3 separate regions of the Mus musculus genome follow, and regions 1 and 3 are each linked to region 2. The links are chromatin contacts, called in public HiChIP or PLAC-seq maps. All regions are on one chromosome and are shown on one strand. The core of a region is the stretch at or near the end of the contact, and the rest is flanking DNA. Distances in the headings are between cores, read along the strand shown.

Region 1 (2,700 bases), core at 135-2,634, 64 kb before region 2:
GCACACACAGTCCACATCCTTCAAACATGTTTGCTTCATTCCATACTCCACTGAAAAAATTTCAATTACAGAGTGTCTACCTGAGCAAAACCTCTCTCTTCTCTCTTCTGACCTTTCAACTCACAAATTCTTTCTCCAATTTCTTGTTGTATCCATATTCTTCTAAACTCATCGATTGCAGTTCTTTTGAGGGTTGGGTTCCTGTTTTTCAGGAAGCAAGATCTTGCTATATAGCCCAGACTGGCTTTGAACTCGGCACTAAAGGCCATGCCACCACACAGAGCTTCAGCCACAGAGCTCTTAAGTCAGCTATAGATCAACAGCAGAGTTAAGACTTAGTTGCACTTTTCTCTAATGCTCCTCCTTTATGCCTTAGGTTTGCTTGTCTCTAAATAAAGCAACTTATGCTTCTAGCCTGCACCAGACTTGCGATTACGGATCCAGGAGAACTGAGACTATTTGAAGCTGGGCTCTGGTTTCTGCAAAGGCAGATTTATTTCTAGAGCATCCTCACTTCCAGGATGAAACTCTTCTGTGACAGGGTTGCTCGTATTTTACCAGAATCCAGCACAACAGATATCTATCCTTCCAACTAACCCATGAATCCATGTCAGACATTCAATAAACATTTTAATACAAGTTCTCTTCTGTACTCTGGGGTTTTTTTTTTGGGTTTTTGTTTTTGGTTTTTTGTTTTTGGCTTTTCAAGACAGGGTTTCTCTGTGTAGCCCTGGCTGTCCTGGAACTCAGGCTGGCCTTGAACTCAGAAATCCGCCTGCCTCTGCCTCCCAAGTGCTGGAATCAAAGGCACGCGCCACCACACCCGGCTATGTACTTTTATTTATTACATTGTGACCAATGCATATCTCATTATAAAGCCTAGTTTTTAATCTCTGTGCAGTGTTTCTAGCAATTCTAAGATAAGCAAGGTGGTAATCAATGGATTCTAACATAGGATATCAGACATGCTGTGCCTTCTAACAAGAGAGTTGGCGTCTCAATTTGATCCTCTCCATGAAACAGCAGTGCTATAACCAAGAGTTCTCAAGGCCTGCTACAAGCATATTAAAACATAATCCTCACACCGGGCACTCCAAGCTTAGCAAATCAGAGCTGCACAGGAAAATGGAACCAACTCTGTACTTCACACCAAATCCAGTCAAAGGCAGCAGCAGCCATCAAAGCCTCACAAATCGGCTACCATCGCTGGGCATGGTGGTGGAGATGCACCCCTTTAAACCCCAGCACTTAAGAGGCCGAGGTAGAGTTCCAGGACACCTAGATCCTAAAGGTCACTTCATGAATGCCCGAGTACCACTGCTCTGTCAGAGAAAACTGAATTACAAGAAACACAAAGCAAAGTGGGAAGCCACCCAGGATGCCACTCCACCAGACCACAGCTGAGTCGCCTAGGGCCCTCCAACAAGCAGAGCTGGCAGTGAAGAGCAGGGACTTGAGTGTCTTTCAATTCTATAACAACTAACCACAAGATATGCAAGTTGTTTTATTTGCAATTCAAACTAAATAAAATTACTCTATTTGCATGACAACTGCCAATTTTAACCTTACCAAGTAGGTTGTTTTTAAAACAATTATACTTTAGACTTTACAAACTGAAACAGTTACAAAAGAACCTGCCACTGGCAGAATTTGCTTTAGCTACAACCTGAAGTGGTCAGGAAGGCTGGCCAGCTGACAGACACAGGGACCCACTATGCTTTTCCACATTTTCATGTTGAAAACTACTTCCCACTTATAGCAAGATTTATAAAATTAATCTAATCAACTCAACTCCACAAGTTTTAAACAGGAACGTTAACATTGCCAGTTTGTAACAGGCTCTCATCTAATTCACCCAGAAAGCCCCACCTCCTTATGTGTTGTTATTCCATAATTTATGGAAAAAAATCACCAGAGCTGGAGATGGCTCAGGGGTCAAGAGCGCTCACTGTCGCACTACTCTTACAGAAGATGTGGGTTCAATTCTCAGCACGAATAGGGCTGCTTCTAGCCTCCATGGGCACTGCACACACAATGGTGCACAGACATAGATACGAGCAAAACACCCATAAAATAAAAATAAATTTAAAAAAACATATATCCACAGTCAGAGGGTAGGCCAGTAGGGTGATAAAATGTAGAGTGTTTAAAAAAAAAAAAAAAAAAAAAAGGCCGGGTGGTGGCGCACCCCTTTAATCCCTTGGGAGCACTCGGGAGGCAGAGGCAGGCAGATTTCTGAGTTCGAGGCCAGCTCGGTCTACAGAGTGAGTTCCAGGACAGCCAGGGATACACAGAGAAACCCTGTCTCAAAACAACAAAAACAAACAAACAAACAGAAACATTAAAGAAATAAACACATATCCAAGTTTTTAAAACACCATATAATCACATTATATACTACTTCTCAGTTCCAGAAGTTAGGTTTGGTGTCACTAGGCTACAGGTTACCTGCAGAGATGTGATTGACCCCGTGTGTCCTTGCAGCACAGCAACTGGGGCGCAGGTCCTCAAGCACCACACCCTAATGATCTTATCACAGCTTCCTGCAGCAATCAGCGTGTTCTCGTAGTTCACAGCCATGTCTGAAATCTCTGCAGAATGGCCTCTTAACGTAGACAACAAGCGGCCATTATGTGTTGACCAAATCTTTACCAAGCAATCATCTGAACCCTAAGAAAAAGCAATACCCCAACACAAATG
Region 2 (2,700 bases), core at 162-2,661:
AGAAATATACAGACACTCCTTAGACCCTCAGGCAGTCTTCATGTCAGGATTGCTGCCCTGCTCTAGCCCAAGAAAGTCTAGTCCACATTACCACCATTCCTTGAAGCTGTATTTGAAAAGATCACAAACTATGACTTGAGAGATAGACGGTTCCCTGGCTAAGTTAAGTACTCAGCTGCTCTCCCAGAGGATCCAGGTTCAATTCCCAGCACTCACTTGGCAGCTCCAAACTATTAACTCTAAGTCCTCTTTTGGCCTCCAAAATGCACCTACCCACACACACAGGCAAAATACACACAAACATTTAAGGTAAAACGCCAACTAACTATGGGGAAAACAGTTCCTCCATTTTTACTCTGCTCCATAAAACGTCCTGGGCGGGGAAACTTTACTTTTAAACAACGTGCATACTTATGCGTCTGTGCATGCTCGGGCTGTGTCTGCAGAAGCCAGAAGAGGTTATCAGATCCTCTTATCCCTTGGAGCTGTCACTCAAGAGACTCAGGTCCCTCTGTAAGAGCATTGTGCATTCTTAACCAGTGAGTCATCTTCGGCTCATACAGGCTCTTGAGTTTTTGTGTTTTGCATGTACGTATGTGCACCGTGTACCTGCTGCTGGGAATCAGAAAAGGGCACGGATCCTCTGGGAACTGGAGGGACGGATGTTTCTGAGCTGTCCTGTGGGTGCTGGGAACTGAACTCAGGTCGTCTGCAAAGGCCATGTCGCTGCGGATGAGCGAACGGACTACATGCCGCCCCCACCCACCTTCCAGAAACCTCCCCAACACTTAGAACAACCTCAACTAAGCGGCCTGCCTGGACACCTTTTCGAAACCTACCTTTCCCGCGGCCTTTTTCGGCTTCGCGTCCACCTTGGCAGGGGCGGGCTTCTGGCAAGAGATAAATTAATAAAAGAAGGGGGTGTGAGGCGCTGAGCGGGCGAGCTGGGCCCGGCCCGCTCGCTCCCGTCCCGGCCCGGACCGAGCGCGGTACTTACGGCCGACAGCCTCGCGGAGCGGCGCTTGGGCTGCGGAGAGAAAGACGGGGTGAGCAGCGCATGTGAGCGGCACCCCACCGCCCGCCCCGATCCGCCCGGCCCACCCGAGGCCCGCACTCACCTCCGCCTTGGCGGCTCCATCCGCGCTAACCTGCAGGAGAAAGCACAGCGGAGAACAATGCGGCCGCGTGACGTCACGCCCAGCCGCCCGCACCCCGCGAAGATTCCAGAGCCCCTCAGACCCGAACCCTGCGGGCGCCGCGGCCCCGCCGCACTCACCTTCCTCTTGGGCATCGTGGCGGCGCGGGGTGGGAGACGCGTGCGTCGTCGGATCTGTCACCGAGGAGCCGCACTGCCAAGCCGCCGCCGCCACCACCACACGAACTGCTGCGACCCGTCGCGGGGGCGGTGGGAGAACCGGATGGAACCGGATTGGAGCCCGCCCCCTCTCCCCCCGCGCCTCCCCGCCAGCCGGGCCGCCCCCAGCCTCCATTGGCTGTCTAGGCCCACCGCGCGCGCCAGCGCCCCAGCCCTTGCTCCCGAATAGGCACGGCGAGCTGTCACTCCGCCGCATCGCCCCGCCCCCTGGCCCCCCACCCCTGCGGGCGCGACCCCGGCCGAGGGGCGGGCCGGAGTCGCCCGACCCCGCTAGGTAGTTTGTTTGAAGCCGACAGCAAAAGTGCGGCCTGCGCGCTGATAAGTGGGGGCGTGTCACGTGGCCTCAGCATCGCTTTCCCACAATGCTCCGGACCCCAGGCGCCCGCCCGCGGAGTCCACCCGCGGACCCCTCGGGTTCAGCAGTGCCTAGGCGTGATTTGCCATTCGCCCGGGAGGGCACAGGCGCAGCCAGCAGTGCGCAGGCGCGCGCGGGCCGGTCGCGCAGACTCAGGCTGTCCTACGCGCCTTTACTAGCCTATTTTTAGGTAACTATGTCTGTTTTAGGTCTTGCAGCTGTCTCGGGCTCTTGCCCTCCCCACTGCATGGACCCCTCCGTCCTGTGTTCAACTGTGTGCAGGAATCACATCGGCCCTTTACAGACCCAGTCCTTCGCGCAGCGGCGTCGGGTCTAGCTCCGACTTCCAGATTGCACCTTTTGTTTATGGAAGGCAGTTAATATTGAGTATACCTCAAGAATGCAGATAGCGGGCTGGGTACAAGAGTCCCACCCGCAGCCGTATTACTGCTGCTCAATTGTAAGAATTATCATATATGTCTTTGCCTACCATAAAACTTGTATTTAGGACAGGGAATTCGAATCTTTATCTCTTGCACCGTTTAAGATTTTTACACAAACGTTTTAATCCCCCTACCCAGTAAACCCTTGTTTCCCCAAAGGCCCACTGCTGTGTTCCTGGGATTAGATGGCTTGCAGCAGTGACTCTTTGTCGTTTGAGCCGCGACCCCGTTCCCTTCATCTGTGGTCCCATCTTTTCATGCATGCCAGACTGAATTAAGACTGTGAGGTCCTACCCCAACTAGTGGGGGAAAGACATTGACACCACTGGAGTTAAAACCAAATGCACTTCCTGTCCTTTGGTGTTTTAATCTCCTGATTTTACCCTCTTAAAAATAAAGTTTGCCCTTCCGGGAAGCCCACCAGAGATGACCACTCAGACACAGTTTATAGCCAATTGGAAGTCTTTCTTTCCCAGGATAGCCAGGGCCACATAGAGAAAATGTCTCAAATGACAAAGTCTATTCCA
Region 3 (2,700 bases), core at 196-2,695, 83 kb before region 2:
GCTTTAAATGCCCAACAAAAGACTTTAAGCAATAAATACTATACTTTGGAAAGCTATTGCTGTTTTTATAAATCACAAAAAACACTGAATTCTAATTTTATGATAATTTCCTCATTCCCAAGAAAGGAGAATCAAGTTACCTTTTGTGGGACCTGGAAAGTCTTCTTCTTTCTCCCTATTACATACAGGTTCCTCTCCTCCTCGCCTCTCTCTATGCGAATGTCTTCCAACCGCCTACAAAATTAAGGCTATGGTGACAGAGGTTCTTGGACTGAGGTACACAGTTAACAGTACATCACTGCAGCTTTAGAGGCTACTGGGCCCACAGCACCTCAAAACAGCACACAAAGCTATTGAAATGAGAAGACGCTTCAGCTGCCCGAGCCCCGCCACTGGCAGGCAGGAGCAAGCGCAGCGCCTCATCACGGTCAAGACTCACCTGGCTACCCCAAAACCACTAACTACAAGTTTAGATTTTATGTATGTATTTATCTTTCTTTTTTTTTTAAGGTTTATTTATTATTGTACATAAGTACACTGTAGCTGACTTCACACGCACTGGAAGAGGGCGTCAGATCTCATTATGGGGGTTGTGAGCTACCATGTGGTTGCTGGGATTTGAACTCAGGACTTTTGAAAGAGCAGTCAGTGTTCTTACTCACTGAGCCATTTTGCCAGCCCCTTATCTTTTTTTTATTAAAAACAAAACCTCAGTTTATGTGAAGACCTATTCATATTAACTACAAAATATTCATTAATTGGCATTATGTATCGACCCATTAGAACCAATACAACTAGACAGCCCATTTCATTGCTTCCAAGCGTCTCCAAGATTATACTTCCTTTCTGCAAATAAAATTAAAAGCAACATTTTTCTTATACAAAGAATTCAACCCCATGTTTTAGGCCTCTCATTTAAACAAAAATAGCAGTGCTACTCATTTCTCTGTCTCCTTATCAAGTCAATAACACTGTTCAGATGATTACAACAGGAATAATTTCAAACCTTGGAGCACGTTACCATAGGCTAAAAATGGCCTTTGTCTTCACTGTGTAAAAGACTCAGGGTCCCTTGGTTCTAATTTGAAAACTCCTAGAAACACCTGACTTGATATAAAATCTCAATGTATCTTAGCCATGCTACATAAGAATGTACAAAGAACAAAAACTGATTTCTAAGAAAATAAATAAATAAATAAATAAATAAAAAGACAAAAAAAGCAAAAAACAAAAACAAAAAACAAAAACCGGCTGGGCAGTGGTGGCACATGCCTTTTAATCCCATCACTTGGGAAGCAGAGGAAGGTAGATCTAAGCTAAAGAAAAAAGAATGAAGGTTTGTCCAGTTTTTTACAGACCTAGTTTACTACTGGATGTTAAGAGTAGGGGCTAGAGAGATGACTCAGCAGTTAAGACCTGATCCAGAGGTCATGAGGTCAAATCCCAGCAACCACTTGGTGGCGCACAACCATCTGTAATGGGATTCAATGCCCTCTTCTGGTGTTTCTTAAGACAGCGACAGTGTACTCACATACATAAATAAAATAAATAAATCGTAAAATAAAATAAAATATAAAATGACATCCTCCTAATAGTTATGGACCTGAACATGCCAGGCGGTGCCTCTGGAACAACTACTCTCCGCTTCCAAGCCTGGAGGTCACGCTCTGTAGCAATCTGACTCCGAGGAGCGTTCTGATGCATCTGACGAACACCTTCAACCTGCCCACTCCGACGGAGACCGATGTTTGGAGGAGACTGAATGTCTAAACTCAGTCTTCTAAAACCTAGAAGAAAAATATCAGGAAGTATTTTTAAAGTATTTCCAGTTATTATGTTCATTTAGCACACAGTAACAGTGCATTCCTCCTACTAGGACACACCTTTTTCCAAACCAGAAAAAGGACAGACATACTAAAAACAGCTATAAGAAGAAAGCTTTAACATAACTAAAACCACAATGTAGAATACTTATCATTAATTGGTAAACTGCCACTTGAACTTTTTCTATACATTCTGAAATTATAAAATACACAAATGTATTCCATTGCATCTTTATTTCAAAACAGTTTGTTTTTTGGGAAAACCTTTGCTAAGGATAGATGCCCCACTAAACTGGGGAAGCTATATAACAAGAACACTGTTACAGTCTAGGCTACTGAGCAGGCAACTAGCAAACCATCTGAACACCGGCTTCGTGGGATCTTTCTCTGTGGGCCTTACACACACACGCACGCACGCACGCACGCACGCACGCACGCACGCACACACGCTACACAAACATAACACAAATATGCACACACTCTCACACAGACATAAAAATTAGAATAATTCTAACAATAAAAATTTTCATAATTACCACAAAAGAGCAGAGATGGCTCAGGAGTTAAGAGCATTTCCTGTTAGTACAAAGGACCTGAGGTCAGGTCAGTTCCCAGCACCTCCATCAGGTGCTCTAACTCCATGAAGGCTACATAGCTCTAAGCACTCTCTTCCAGCCCCGCAAGTACTTGGACACAAACGGCAGACACTCAAACAGGCAAGCACACACACACACAACAGAAATAATCTGGGCTGAAGAGATGGTTCAGCGGTTAAGAGCACTTGCTGCTCTTGTAAAGGACCCAGGTCAGATCCCAGCTCACAACTAGCTGTGACTCTAGCCCTTTTTGGCCTAAATGGGTACTCACAGACATATGC

The links. HiChIP or PLAC-seq counts read pairs in DNA pulled down with a chosen protein or histone mark.
Region 1: a contact with region 2 is called in an H3K4me3 HiChIP or PLAC-seq map of embryonic stem cells, with 4 times the contacts expected there. The contact joins the enhancer-like site here to the promoter of Hmgn1 in region 2. A contact is called at or near these places in 5 of 39 promoter capture datasets (the 3T3-L1 cell line, 3T3-L1-derived adipocytes, embryonic stem cells and 1 more), 10 of 484 Hi-C or Micro-C datasets (the HL-1 cell line, cranial neural crest, embryonic fibroblasts and 6 more), 8 of 115 datasets of contacts at active chromatin or transcription factors (embryonic limb bud, embryonic stem cells, large pre-B cells and 2 more) and 4 of 9 other capture datasets (adipose tissue, embryonic stem cells, liver and 1 more).
Region 3: an H3K27ac HiChIP or PLAC-seq map of embryonic stem cells shows a contact between it and region 2, with 7 read pairs. The contact joins the enhancer-like site here to the promoter of Hmgn1 in region 2. A contact is called at or near these places in 9 of 39 promoter capture datasets (the 3T3-L1 cell line, 3T3-L1-derived adipocytes, the HPC-7 cell line and 5 more), 1 of 15 datasets of contacts at CTCF or cohesin (pro-B cells), 8 of 484 Hi-C or Micro-C datasets (the HL-1 cell line, the HPC-7 cell line, the N1E-115 cell line and 5 more), 4 of 115 datasets of contacts at active chromatin or transcription factors (the SCID.adh cell line, embryonic stem cells and neural tube) and 4 of 9 other capture datasets (adipose tissue, embryonic stem cells, liver and 1 more).

What each region holds. Positions count from the first base shown.
Region 1 is chr16:96,062,302-96,065,001 of GRCm38.p6, forward strand. Brwd1 (bromodomain and WD repeat domain containing 1) reads right to left here. Exons shown (of 42, transcript NM_145125.3): 8 at 2,449-2,670. Among named protein-coding and RNA genes, the nearest start is that of Brwd1, 19 kb to the right of the region's middle. Within about 2 kb of position 1,385, at least 5 of the 459 cell types and tissues checked have an H3K27ac peak or open chromatin away from gene starts, as enhancers often do. A contact at or near this core is called in embryonic stem cells, where this site is marked.
Region 2 is chr16:96,126,314-96,129,013 of GRCm38.p6, forward strand. It overlaps Hmgn1 (high mobility group nucleosomal binding domain 1), which reads right to left and starts at 1,412. Exons shown (of 6, transcript NM_008251.3): 1 at 1,277-1,412; 2 at 1,119-1,148; 3 at 998-1,027; 4 at 840-890. The coding sequence starts at 1,291.
Region 3 is chr16:96,042,861-96,045,560 of GRCm38.p6, forward strand. It overlaps Brwd1 (bromodomain and WD repeat domain containing 1), which reads right to left. Exons shown (of 42, transcript NM_145125.3): 19 at 1,604-1,787; 20 at 141-234. Among named protein-coding and RNA genes, the nearest start is that of Brwd1, 38 kb to the right of the region's middle. Within about 2 kb of position 1,446, at least 13 of the 459 cell types and tissues checked have an H3K27ac peak or open chromatin away from gene starts, as enhancers often do. A contact at or near this core is called in embryonic stem cells and stem cell-derived epiblast-like cells, where this site is marked.